Regions from separate parts of the Sus scrofa genome. Here region 2 is linked to region 1. The links are chromatin contacts, called in public HiChIP or PLAC-seq maps. All regions are on one chromosome and are shown on one strand. Each heading gives the region's core, a stretch centred on a gene start, on an enhancer-like site or on the middle of the called end of the contact. The rest is flanking DNA. Distances are from core to core; before and after follow the strand shown. Region 1 has its middle 48 kb from the start of PTGIS. Region 2 has its middle 58 kb from the start of SNAI1.

Evidence for each region. HiChIP or PLAC-seq counts read pairs in DNA pulled down with a chosen protein or histone mark.
Region 2: an H3K27ac HiChIP or PLAC-seq map of alveolar macrophages shows a contact between it and region 1. The contact joins two enhancer-like sites. A contact is called at or near these places in 1 of 47 Hi-C or Micro-C datasets (epiblast stem cells) and 1 of 2 datasets of contacts at active chromatin or transcription factors (alveolar macrophages).

What each region holds. Positions count from the first base shown.
Region 1 is chr17:51,245,141-51,251,938 of Sscrofa11.1, reverse strand. No RefSeq gene overlaps it. Among named protein-coding and RNA genes, the nearest start is that of PTGIS, 48 kb to the right of the region's middle. Within about 2 kb of position 3,953, at least 18 of the 83 cell types and tissues checked have an H3K27ac peak or open chromatin away from gene starts, as enhancers often do. A contact at or near this core is called in alveolar macrophages, where this site is marked.
Region 2 is chr17:51,600,814-51,607,611 of Sscrofa11.1, reverse strand. No RefSeq gene overlaps it. Among named protein-coding and RNA genes, the nearest start is that of SNAI1, 58 kb to the right of the region's middle. Within about 2 kb of position 3,066, at least 13 of the 83 cell types and tissues checked have an H3K27ac peak or open chromatin away from gene starts, as enhancers often do. A contact at or near this core is called in alveolar macrophages, where this site is marked.

The DNA of each region.
Region 1 (6,798 bases), core at 2,704-5,203:
ATATATACACAATGGAATACTATTCAGCCATAAAAAAGAACAAAATAATGCCATTTGCAGCAACATGGATGGAAATAGAGACTCTCAATACTGAGTAAAGTAAGTCAGAAAGACAAATACCATATGATATCACTTGTATCTGGAATCTAATATACGGCACAAATGAACTTTTCCACAGAAAAGAAAATCATGAACTTGGAGAATAGACTTGTGTCTGCCAAGTGGAGGGGGGAGCGGGATGGATTGGGAGCTTAGGGTTAATAGATGCAGACTATTGCCTTTGGAATGGATTAGCTTGAGATCCTGCTGTGTAGCACAGGAACTACGTCTAGTCACTTAAACTGGAGCATGATAATGTGAGAAAAAAGAATGTATGCATATATGTGTAACTGGGTCACCATGCTGTACAGTAGAAAATTGACAGCTCTCTGTAAAGCAGCTATAATGGAAAAAAAAATCATTATATTAAAAAAAAAGGCTTTTGTTTTTAAAAAAAAAATACTAATAATTTAGTTTTTTGGCTATGCTCATGGAACTTCTCAGGCCAGGGACTGAATCCACACCACAGCAGTGACAATGCCGGATCCTCGACCCACTGAGCCACCAAGGAATTCTCTATTATTAAATTTTCTTGGCTATTTTCATGTATTTTCTTAAACCAGTGAAATTTAGATTCATTTTGTCAAGTTCTATTAAAATTGATATAGGCTTATGATCGACATGATGCTGAATTATTAATTTGGGAAGATTTAATATCTTTACAATATTAAGTCTAATCTCCGGAATGGCCAAATACGTTTTTCTCAGAGAAAACTTGAACCATTCTCTCCACCCAGGACCAACTCATGATCCTGCAACTTCATTTTTATTAGTCAGTGGGGTTACAACCAAAAATATCCTAACAAAAAGAAAAATGTTTAGAGGATAGGCAAACAAATCTCACGGCATTTTTCTATTTTCCAGTATTTGTATTTCATTCCATTGTAATTATTCTTTTGACAGAAACGTCCGCGATCTTGTCACCAGCTAGGAATCTTGGCTCCAAGTTACTTCTGTGGGTGAGTTGGACTAAGAATTAGGCTTTAATAGCAAGAGTACCTTGGATTTATACACGGCGCTTTATAGTGACGTCACCGTGGTGGTGAAGGAGGCGCCTCCATTGGCTGACCACCTAGTACGTGCCAGGCATTGCGCCAAGCAACTCCCTTCCTCTTTGCACTTACTCTTCACAATGATCTCGGGTGGAAAGTACTGTCACCTGCCTTCTCCAAAAGGGAAAGCAGGAGTTCCCGTCGTGGCGCAGTGGTTAACGAATCCGACTAGGAACCATGAGGTTGCGGGTTCGGTCCCTGCCCTTGCTCAGTGGGTTAAGGATCCGGCGTTGCCGTGAGCTGTGGTGTAGGTTGCAGACGCGGCTCGGATCCCACGTTGCTGTGGCTCTGGCGTAGGCCGGTGGCTACAGCTCCGATTCAACCCCTAGCCTGGGAACCTCCATATGCCGCGGGAGCGGCCCAAGAAATAGCAACAACAATAACAACAACAACAAAAGACAAAAAAAAAAAAAAAGGGAAAGCAGGATCCGAGAAATGAATGTGACTTCACTAAGGGCTGGTGTGTTTCTGGCTCTTTCGACCTTCATCTTATCTCATCTGGTTCTTTCCTTGTCAAATCGAGATGGTTTATTTGTTCTTCCATTCGGCAAGTATTTGAGCCCATACGCAGTACCTTAGGTCCTACTGTGATCCAATCCTGGACTGGGAATTGAACAGGGAGCAAAATAAGACTTCTTATTCTCCAATCCAGTTGAGAAGACAAAAACAAACCAACCCCATTTCGTAGTGCGTATCAGTCTGTCACGTTAGGGCGTGACAGGGTGCCCCTAAGATTTCAGTTCTAAACTGTTTTGCCTCCAATAAGTGTTGATGAGGATGTGGAGAAATTGCAACTTTTGTGCATGGTTGGTGGAAATGTAAAATGGTGCATATGCTGCGGAAAACAGTCTTTCTTTAAAAAATTAAAAATAGGAGTTCCCCTTGTGGTTCAAAGTGTTAAGAACCTGACCAGTCTCTGGGAGGTTATGGCTTTGATCCCTGGCCTTGCCGAGTGGGTTAAGGATCCAGTGTCACTGCAAGTTGTGGTTAAGGTCGCAGATATGGCTTGGATCTTGCTGTGGCTGTGGTGTAGGCTGGAAGCTGCAGCTCCGATTTGACCCCTAGCCTGAACTTCCATATGCTGTGGGTGTGGCCCTAAAAAAAAAATTAAAGCGTGACCACATGATCCAGCAATTCCACTCCTGGGTATATATCCAAAAGAACGGAAAGTCTCAGAGAGATATTTTACACTTATGTTCATGGCAGCATTATTCACAGAAGCCAAAATAGGGCTGCAGCCCAAGTGTCCATCAGCAGAGGAATGGATTAGTAAAATGTGGTAGGGATAACGGAATATTATTCAGCCTTAAAAAGAAAAGAATGTAGTTCACATTTTGGCTCAGCAGGTTAAGAACACAACTGGTATCCATGAAGATGCAGGTTCAATCCCTGGCCTCACTCAGTGGGTTAAGGATCTGATGTTGCCATGAGCTGTGGTGTAAGTCACAGAGGCGGCTCGGATCTGGTGTTGCTGTGGCTATGGTGTAGGCTGGCAGCAGCAGCTCTAATTCAGTCCCTAGCCTAGGAAATTTCATATGCCTCAGGTGTGCCCCCCACTCAAAAAAAGGAGTTCCCATCGTGACACAGCGGAAACGTATCCAACTGGGAACCATGAGGTTGCGGATTCGATCCCTGGCCTCGCTCAGTGGGTTAAGGATCCGGCATTGCTCTGAGCTGTGGTGTAGGTTGCAGACATGGCTTGGATCCCATGTTGCTGTGGTTGTGGAGTAGGCCGGCAGCTGTAGCTCCGATTAGACCCCTAGCCTGGGAACCTCTGTACGCTGTAGGTGCGGCCCTGAAAACAAAGGAAATTTGAGTTCTCTTTTTGTGCAGCAGGTTAAGGATCTGGCATTGTCACTGCAGTGGCTCAGGTTGATGCCGTGGTGCAGATTCAGTCCCTGACCTGGTAACTTCTACCTGCTGTAGGTCAGGGGAAAAAAAAAAAGAACCTTGAGGATATTATGGTAAGTGAAGTAAGCTATTCACAAAAAGACAAATACTGCCTGATTCCATTACATGAGGTTCCTAGAATAGTCAAATCCATAAAGACAGGAGGTAGAGTGGTGGTTGCCAGGGACTGGGGGGGCAGGGGAAGTGAAGGGTTATTGTTCCATCACAATCGAATTTCATTTCTGCAAGATGAAAAGTTCTGGAGACGGGTCCCACAACAGTGAATGTATTTCACAATACTGAACTGTCCATGCGAAATGGTCAAGAGGGTAACTTTAATGTATGTATATTTTACAATTTAAACATTTTTAAAATTACTATAAAATCCTTCTTCTCCATAACCCCATCCATACCATCCGTTTTCTTTTCTTTTTTGTCTTCATGAGGTTTTTAAAATTAACAAGCTTTCCAGATGGTTTTGGCTTTTAAGTCAGAAAAAAAAGATACATTTTTTTCCTATGAAATGTTTTCACTAAAAAAAAAATAATAATAATAACCCCATCCAAGAGGAGTGGCCATTATCCCCACTTTAAGTCTTGGTAGCCCCTAACATAGTAGGTCTTTATTACATATTTGTGGAATCAATTTGTAAATTAAAAAAAAAAGTTTTGCCTCCGTTCTGTTTGTGATCATTTGTGGAGGCAGAATGAGAGCTACGAAAACATCATGTCCCCGCCGTCACCACTGCACGCAGTCTGCAGGTAGCTCTCTGCAGCCGTGGGCCAGGATCAAAACGTGTACAATTCTATATTGTAATCGGCACCTCCTTCCTGTGGTGTGTCCTTTCTTCATTGTCAGCCTTGCTTTTCCGTGTTTCTGTGTAACCTGTCACTCTTTGTTGTCACTTCCTTTTCCTTTGTGTCCGCAGAGCCTGGCAGCTCTGTCTGTTCTTGTTGGGCGGTTGGACTTCCTTCTACGGCTTTGCTATTATGTGATACAAGCTGATAAACCGGCCAGTACATGTCGTTGCCTCTATTTTTTCCTGGACTCTTTTCTTGCTCTGTGATCCTCCTTCACCATTCATGGTTCTGTTAATTTTTAGCCTAACTCAAGGGTTGGCAAACTCTGGCCAGCCTGCTGCCGGTTTTTGTAAATAAAGTTTTATTGGCAAAGAGCCATGCCCATTGGTTCACATCTTGTCTCCGGCAGCTTCCAGTTAAAGTGGCAGAAGTGAGGGGTTGACTTGTGACTGGGACTATGTATGAACCCCAAAGTCTAAACTGCTTGCGGTCTAGCTTTGCAGGAAAATTTGTGCCAGCATCTTGGCCAACGAATTCAGCTTAAAAGGTTAAATTTTGTATGTGAGTCTGGCACTGCTTAGGTAAGGTAGCAAGTCAAGAATTGGAGTGCATTTAAAGCTGACGTTGTTTGGGGACATTAGTTTCGGGGTGTGTTCCCTGGCTCTGCCCTCTGCTGGGAGCACTCCTTCGACCTCGGGTGTCTTCCCTGAACACCCAGGTTGCAGCAGCCGACCGTCCCAGTTCTGTGTGACTTTTCTTTACACCTCATCACCAGATGACTCAGTCCCCTTGTTCATTTGTGTGTTCACTGGTTTATTAGCTATCTTACCCTCTACCTGGTAAATTCTTGAGGGCTCTCCTGGCCATTCAGGGCAGGGCGTGATAGCAGGTGTTAAAATATTTGTTTTGTATTTTATATTTTTATGAGAGAGAGAGGAAAGGTTGCCTACCCAGCTACCGTCTTCTTAGCTTCTCAATGCGTCCTTACAAAACATGAACCACTGCTAAGGAAATGGAGTCCCGGAGAAGCAAAGAGCCTGCCCCTGGGAGTTCTGGTTGTAGAAGTGGGAGCCCTCACCCTAACATCTTTCCTGGTCCCTCTTCTTTCTAAAACTAAGAGCAGGAGATTTAGGGGTTCCCGCTGTGGTGCAGCGGGACCAGCAGCGTCTTGGGAGTGCTGGGACGCAGGTTCCATCCCTGGTCCTGCACAGCCGGTTAGGGATGCAGTGTTGCCGCAGCTGCCGCTTAGGTCTTAAATCTGACCCCCGGCCCAGGAGCTCCACATGCTTTGGGGCGGCCAAAAAAGAAAAATAAAGCAGCAGATTTGCTTCTCACTCTCCCCATTCCTCCCCATCCGCCTCCCCACAGAACAGGGACCGCTTTTCCCTTTGGCTCCTACAACCCGGCCACCCGGCACTGTCCTGGAGATCCCTTGGCCAGTGCCGGCCGGTGCTGCGTGCAGCAGCAGCAGGGAGCTGAGTGGGGCAGGGCTAGGTGGCCAAGAGGGCGAGAAGGGTGCTGAGCTGTGCTGTCCTGAGCTGGCTCCTATCCTCCCAGGGACGTTTTCAGCCAGAACAGGGAGCAGAATTCACTTCACAAGCGGCAAAAATGAACAGTTTGCCCTGGAAGCTAATTCGCAGGTGATGGGAAGTCTGAATCCTTCCTCAGCCACATGATTGTTAAAGGAACAGCTCCTGCCACCCTACCGTGGGGTCATGGGGCCTGGTTTGAAGGGAGCGTTGGCATCTGTCAAACACTGGAAGCTTCACGTCAGGCCTGGGGTGTTGTCACAGTGGTCAGTAGTAGCATCAAGGGGGGACACCAAGGACTGTGGGAGGTGCCTTTGTCTCTTCTCTCTGTAATTTCAATGCCCCCAGTGCCACTCCAGGTAAACACACAACATAAGACAGCGAGCCACATGGCTTCATATAGCCGTGTCTCTGCCGTCACAGCTTTGCTCCTGTCCCACCTGCAAACCAAGAGCTTTAAAAGGGCCTGAGAGGTGTGCAAAGACCAGAAGAAGGACAACACGGCTGGAAATCCCGGCAGCCTTTGCTGCCAGGGCTGCAGGTCTTGCTGGCTGTGGTCAAAATCACGTGGGATCGTGTTTTCACTCACCGGACCCTGCTCTGCTCTTACAGTTGGAGGCTCCGAGGGTCATCATTCAACTCATCCCTTCCCGAGAGACACCACCTACAGACTGCTGCCAAGTGTCGGATTTTCCTATCACCACAAAAGCCCCACCTCTGAGCACTTTTGAAACCCTGACCAGGAGCAGTGGCCTGAAACAGTGAAACTACTTTCAGTCTAAATTTGGAGAGTGGAGCTTTCTGAGTCTGAGCCTTTTCACTTGCTGGCTTCTCAAACTCACTCTTTAATTCTTTTATTTACTCATCAAACCTCTGTTACTGTCACTGCTTTGGTTGTGGGTTCGATCCCTGGCTGGGGAACTTCTGCCTACCTTGGGTGCAGCCAGAAAAAAAAAAAAAAAAAAAAGAAGAAAAAGAGGAAGTTATGAAAAGAACAAGGGAAAGAGAGTTCCAGGAAGAAGAAAGAGGAAGTGCAAAGGCCCTGAGGCAGGAGAGAATTGGCTTGGAGAAAGTAGAGGGAGGCCTTTGCAGCTGGAGGGGAGAGAGGGGGAAAAGACAGGGCCTTGCAGGCCATGGTGAGAACTTTGGTGCTCAGGGACAGGCAGCCAGGAGCTCCTAGACATTCCCATCAGGCAAGCGACATGTTTGGTTTCATGTTTCTCAACGTTCCCTCTGGCTGCTCTGGGGAGCCATGTGGTGGCAGAGAAACCAGCAAGGAAACTATAGGCTTGGTGTGATGGTGATGGCTCGAGGGACCTCTTTTTTAACACAAGAGGTCCTGGGAGAGGGAGTCACTGAGGCTGCCCAGAAGAGGCAGTTGTTAGAACAGCCCTGAGGAAGCAGGAAGGGACGCCACCCTGTCCCCTG
Region 2 (6,798 bases), core at 1,817-4,316, 360 kb before region 1:
AATCACACTGTTGTCTGATGGCTCTCTCTCCCCTGACAGAATATCAACTCTAGGAAGACAGAAATTTTTGCCTATTTTATTCATTTGGGCATCCTCAGAGCCTAGAGCAGAGTCTGGAGAACAGTAGGTGCTCAAAAAAATTTGTTGAGGAGTTCCCATCATGGTGCAGTGGAAATGAATCCAACTAGGAACCATGAAGTTGCTGGTTCGATCCCTGGCCTCACTCAGTGGGTTAAGGATCCAGCATTGCCGTGAGCTGTGGTGTAGGTGGCAGAGCGGCTCGGACCCTGCGTTGCTGTGGCTGTGGCGTAGGCCAGCAGCTGTTGCTCTGATTCGACCCCGAGCCTGGGAACCTCCATATGCCACGGGTGCAGGCCTAAAAAGCAAAAAAAAAAAAAAAAAAAAAAAAAAAAAAAATTCATTGAGGAGTTTCCCTTGTGGCTCAGTGGGTTAAGAATGCAACTAGTATCCATGAGGAGGCAGATTTGACCCCTGGCCTCACTCAATGGTTTAAGGGTCCACCCTTGCAGCAAGCTGCAGTGTAGGTCATAGATGCGTCTCCGATCTGGTGTGGCTGTGGTGTAGGCCAGCAGCTCAGCTCTGATTCAGCCCCTCACCTGGGAACTTCCCTATGCTGCAGGTGCAGCTGTTAAAAAATTAAAAAATTGTTGAATGCATGAAGGTATGAACGAACGAATGAGTCACTGGGGAGCCCGGATCTGTCCTGAGGTGGGTGGGGTCCAGGCCTAACCCTGGGGAGGGGGAAGGAGAAGGGGGTACAACTGGGAGAGGAGGAAATACAGAAGAGTTTATAAAGCACTTGCTGTATGTACATCAGGCACTTTCTCATTCCTTGGGCCTGAAAGACCCATCACACAGATGAGGAGACTGAGCCCCGTTCATTCATTCCACAAACTCATCCTTCAGTTTCCAGACCCTGGGCTGGGGGCAGGGGCGATAGCAGAGAACAATCCAGGCACGGACTCTGGTTTTTTAGAGCTGGTGTGAAAGGCGAACCCAACAGGAAGGGAAACAGAATGAACCAGAGCTCGTGCCTGGGCATCTGAGCCACCCCACTCCACAGCCAGCTGCTGATGTGAATCCTGGCGCCACGCTGAGTGACTTGGACACAAGCGATGGCTCTCTGTCCCCACTTCTGGATGTTCAATGACAATTAGTATCGTGGGTAGCACTTATGTAGCGCTTACTGTGTGCCAGGCCCTCACCTCAGCACTTTACATAAATGAGCTCCTTTATTCTCAGCAGTCCTCTGAGGGGGGACTGTTACCATCCCCACCTTACAGATGAGAAAACCGAGGCCCAGAGAGGGTAAGCGACTTGCCCAGGGACACACAGAGGTAGACCCGGGAAAGTAACATTGTGACATCGCACCTAAGGTCATGGATGACAAATTCAGGGTGAAATCACGGTTGGAGGGAGAGCGAGGGCTGGTCGGGGGGTCTCCCATGGTCTCTGCAGGTTTCGTTTCCCTCTCAAAGGTGGGAAAATGGATGCTCAGTCATCATTTCCCAACTCTCTTTCTGAGTCCACAACAGCACGTCGCCACACACAACCACATTACGTGGAATGACTAACAGTGGACTCGGATCTGAACTTTGACCCAGCTCTGTCTGACTCGGGGCTGAAAGCAGCCCGAGTGAGGGGGGGCCCCTCCTGGCCCCCCCTCAGCCTCTGGGCCCTCCAGGCTCTCAGTGACGCAGCTGTGGTGGCGTTTGGCAACCCAGGCTGCCCGCAGTTACGACAGCCCCAGCATCTGCCAGGGCTGGTGGGGGAGCTCAGGGTCCGGCCCTGCCTCTACCAGGTGACCCTCGTCCCCCCAGCCCTCCTCTCCTGGCTCCGCCTTTCTTTATGTCCTTTTCACCAGGGGACACCTCAGTTGTTCACCGTGACCAGAAAGCACCTTGAGGGCAGGAATCTGTCTGCGCTTGTCGCCACTCTCTCTCCCCAGAACCAGCCTACAGCTGGCACTCAGTAAGTACTTGATGAACGAACAAGTGAAAAACTGGGTGGGGAGTTTCCATTGCGGCTCAGCGGAAACAAACCAGACTAGTATCCATGAGGATGCGGGTTCGATCCCTGGCTTCACTCAGTGGGTTAAAGATCTGGCGTTGCTGTGAGCTGTGGTGTAGGTCACAGACTTGGCTTAGGTCTGGCATTGCTGTGGCTGATGGCTTTGGCTGGCAGCTGCAGCTCCGATGTGACCCCATAGCCTGGGAACCTCCATATACCACAGGCATGGCCTAAACAAAAAAAAAACCCTCCCCAAAAAACCACAAAAAAACTGGGTGAATGAATTGCAACCCCTCCCATTCTTCTTTCCTTCCTTCTTTCCACAGATCCCTGATCAATAACTGACCAGGGATCAGTTATTGAGCACCTACTGTGTGCCAGGCTCTGCACTAGGCTCCAGGGACACAGTGGTGAGTGAAGCAGGAGAAGATCCCTGTCCTCCAGGAGCCAATGTTCTTTTTTTTTTTTTTTTTTTGCCTTTTTGCCTTTTTGCCGTGGCATATGGAGGTTCCCAGGCTAGGGGGTCTAATCGGAGCTGTAGCCACTGGCCTACACCACAGCCATAGCAACTTGGGATCCGAGCTGCATCTGTGACCTATACCACAGCTCAGGGCAACACCCGATCATTAACCCACTGAGCAAGGCCAAGGATCGAACCCGCAACCTCATGGTTCCTTGTTGGATTCATTAACCACTGGACCGCGACAGGAACTCCAAGGAGCCAGTGTTCTAAAGAGGATGCTGTTCCCCAACATCGTGGTCCCGAAAAATGCAGAACCGCAGCTGGAGAAAGGGCAGGGGAGAAGCTCTGGGTGTCACGCACCTGCAGCAGGTGGCTGGGCCTCTGGGGGTTGGAGGTGTCTACCGGAGGTGACTCTGCCGTGGCTCATTGGGCAACGACCACGTGCCAGGTAAGGCAGCAAAGCCTGCCCCTCCTTGGGAGGCCCGGAGGAAAGACGTGGGAGTGAATGGGATACACGTTACACAAGAGGAAACCCTGGGGCACTGACCCTGCCCTCTCAGCCCGGAAGGGCTCCTGAGGAAGTGACGCCCTGAACACAGGGCCAGATCTGTGGCGACAGCACTGACCGTGACTTAGAGGAAGAATATCCCTTCCCGGCAGGGGCACCCGCCTTGCAAAGGCAGGAAGGTTGCCACGCCCCTCAGAAGTGGGCGGCTCTGCCCGGGATATCCCCCTCTGGCCTCACTGTACCCTTCTGCACAATGGGAACAATCCCCTCACCCCCTGCCAAAATCAAGAATGCTTGAAGGTTCTCTGGGAGCCTGTTAGGGCTGGGCAAGGTGCTTTATTTAATTGTTTATTCTTTCCCAAGGCACATGGAGGTTCCCAGGCTAAGGGTCTATCTAATCAGAGCTGCCACTGCCGGCCTACACCCCAGCTCACAGCAACTAGGGATCCAAGCCGCGTCTGCAACCTACACCACAGCTCATGGCAATGCCAGATCCTTACCCCACTGAGCGAGGCCAGGGATTAAACTGGCATCCTCTTGCGTGCCATTCGGGAGCATTACCTCTGAGCCAAGACGGGAACTCCAAGACACTTGATTGAAATCCTGCAGGGAGTGCTGTTTTCTCCCTGTCTCCCTGCTAGGTTGTGAGCCTGTGGGAGAGGGCCTAACACAACCTGCACACAGTAGGTGCTCAGGGAGCGTCTGTGGATTAAATGAGCCAGTGAGTCTGTGTTTCCTCATCTGTGTGATGGGATGATGCTGACTGGCCACAGGGAAGGAATGAATGGCGTTTACAGCTTGTGTTGTCTCCCTCCCCAGCTCCTCGTGGTGGGGGAGGCCTCTGTGAGCCCCCTCTTCAGACATGACCCTCTCCGAGGACTGGGGGAGATGGAGATGAGAAGGTGGAGGGAACAGCTCTCAGCTCCAGACTTCGAGGCAGGATCCTGAGATGCCTCGAAGGAAATGACAGGCAGCCTCATTTACAATGGAAGGAAACTGAGGTACAGCAACAAAAATAATACAATCCGATGCTTACTGAGCGCTTACTCCCAGCCCAGCGCTGTGCTAAGCCCTTTGACCCAAGCTCTTTCATTTAATCCTTCTAACCATCTTCCTTGTCAGAAGCTAGTACTGTGACCCTTATTTGACAAGTGGGAAAATGAAGACTTGGGGAGCTAAGTCAAGACCATGCCTCCTGGTTTTGTTGTTTGTTCGTTTGTTTTGGGGCCCGATTCCGAAGCATGTGGAAGTTCCCAGGCCAAGGATCAAACCCACACCACAGCAGCAACCTGAGCTGTGGCAGTGACAACACCAGATCCTTAACCTGTTGCATCACAAGGGAACTCCCAGACCATGCCCCCTGTTCATGGGGGATCTGGGGTGAGCATGCAGATCTGGTTCCAGAACCCAGAATCATAAACTTGGCACTTCCGGTGGGGAGGTTGGGGGCGGGGTGAGGGAAGGGGTGAGGGAGCCCTGGGGGAGACTGAAGGTAAGCCCTTGGCTGGAGATCAAGGAGTGGAACAGATAATTGCAAAAGTGAGGGATCCAGGGTCAGTTCCATGTTCTTTCTACCCCGGATGGGCAGGAGGAGAAGCCCCAATCTCCAGCCCACCCTGGGAACTTAGTTACTCTGTTTCATTCATTCATTCAATCATTCAGTCAACAGAAAACAAAATACAGGATGACACAGACCAATTATATCCCCGTAGACAATAAATGTGAACAGGTTGAAAGAGTCTATTAAAACACAACGATTTTATATTACAGCAAAGGTCAAAATGTATTCATTTATTCATGGGACAGATTTTTTTTTTTTTTTTTTTGGTTGCACCCACGGCATGTGAAATTTCCCGGGCCAGGGAGCGAACCTGTGCCATGGTTGTGACTTGCACCACAGCTGCAACAATGCTAGATCCTTAATCCGCTGCATCACAAAGGAACTTCCGCATGGGGCAAATGTTTATTAAATGTCTAAAATAGTCAAGGTCCTGTTTTAGATTCTAATGGTAGAAACTAAAAATAAAATTTCTGTTAGGAAGGAAAAATATTGGGAAAAGGTGATCCGGGGAGAGAGACCTGCTGGTACCAAAGCTGTGAGGCTGCAATGATTTGGAGGATGGAGAAGCAGAAAGAGGGCTGCTGTGGTTGGAGAACTGTGGCGGGGGTGAGGCAGGAAAGGCCTGCAAAGTCAGGTACCAGAGAGCAGAAGCTGCACCACGGAGGGCTGAGATGCAGGGGACTTGGCCAGAGTCTTGACACTTCCCATCGAGGAGCCCTCTCCCCACCGCCACCAAGAGTCTGGGAAGAAAACTTACCCTGAATTGAAGTCCTACTGGGTGCCAAGCTCTACCTTTGGTGGTTTATACGCTTAATGAGCTCATTAAGCCTTGCTATCAGATTATTTTGGTCTCATTTTGCAGAAGAGAAACTGAGCCTCAGAGAGGTAGAGTGACCTGTCAGAAGCCACACAGCCAGAGAATGGCAAGCCTGGGGTTTGAACCCAGTGTCTGACACTATAACATGCCTTCTTGGCCCTGCATAGCTGCCTCCCAGGAAATGGCAGCAGAGAGGCCCCAGCTGGCTGGGTCTTCTCATGAGTAGTCCTCTGACCTCTGTGACCTCAGTTCTCCATCTGGGAAATTGCACTCTAGGTCTGCGTTAGGCCCTTGATGACTCTTCCCTGGGGCAGCGGGTTCCCAAAGAGCTGAGCTGGCATTTCTGATTCCACCCCCACAGAGACTCCATCTGGCAGAGGTGGAAACTGAGGCTCAGAGGAGGACGTGATCCTCCAGGGTTTTGGCCTCAGGCTCTCCCAAGGGCCTGGGACTTCTGCTGAGTGTGTTCATCAGATGATAAGAACAGGGACCCCCCCCTCCCCCAAGGATGCAGAGACATTGAAGGGGGGGTGGGGGCACAGGAACAAGGACACACAGGCAGTAAGGGAGAGGAGGCCAGGACCCCGCTCCCAGCCTCTGATCCTCGCTGTATCCTGGGGAGGGTGGGGACCTGGCCCCTCAGTCCAGATTATTTCCTGAGAACGGGGAGGGGCCACGGGAAGTCTCCCCGCATCGCCCCACTCAGGTCCTGCCCAAACAAACAGGAAATGCCAGGCAGGCCCCCCCACCCCCACCCTGGGGGCGTGGGAAAGCTCTAACTGGGATTCCAGGGCTTCCGGTGCTGGCCCAGCCTCAGTGGGGATCTAGACCCTAACACGGCCTGCGTGACCTTGGGCAAGGTCCTTCCCCTCTTGGGCCTCAGTCTCCCCCTCTGTAGTCCCATTGCTCTGCCACCTTCCAGCTGCGTGACCTCAGGCAGGTGGCTATGCCCCTCTGAAGCCCAGCTCCCTCTTTGTAAGATGGACAGTGCACACAGAGTGTGCTCCATCCACTGAGCCATCACTACCCCAGGCAAGGGTGTGACAGAGAAGGCTGGAAAGATCCCTATGGCCCTCTTGGAAGGACGGCCTGGCTTCCTTGGACCCAGAACCGCCCCAGGTGCCTCTCTGAACCTCACTTTCCCAATCTGTAAAAGAGGCGGAGCCGTGACACAGGCTGAGTCACAGGGATTGAGTGTCAGGAGAAAGGATCACAGGGTCGGCTTCAGGCTGCAGGAGAAGGTGGCACAGAGTGGATTCAAGAGAGGCACAAATGGAGCTCCCACTGTGGCACAACTGGATTGGGAGTGCTGGGTTGCAGGTTCAATCCCCGGCCTGGCACAGTGGGTTGAGGATCCAGCGTCACCGCAGTTGCAGCTTAGGTCACAGCTGTGGCTCGGATCTGATCCCTGGCCCAGG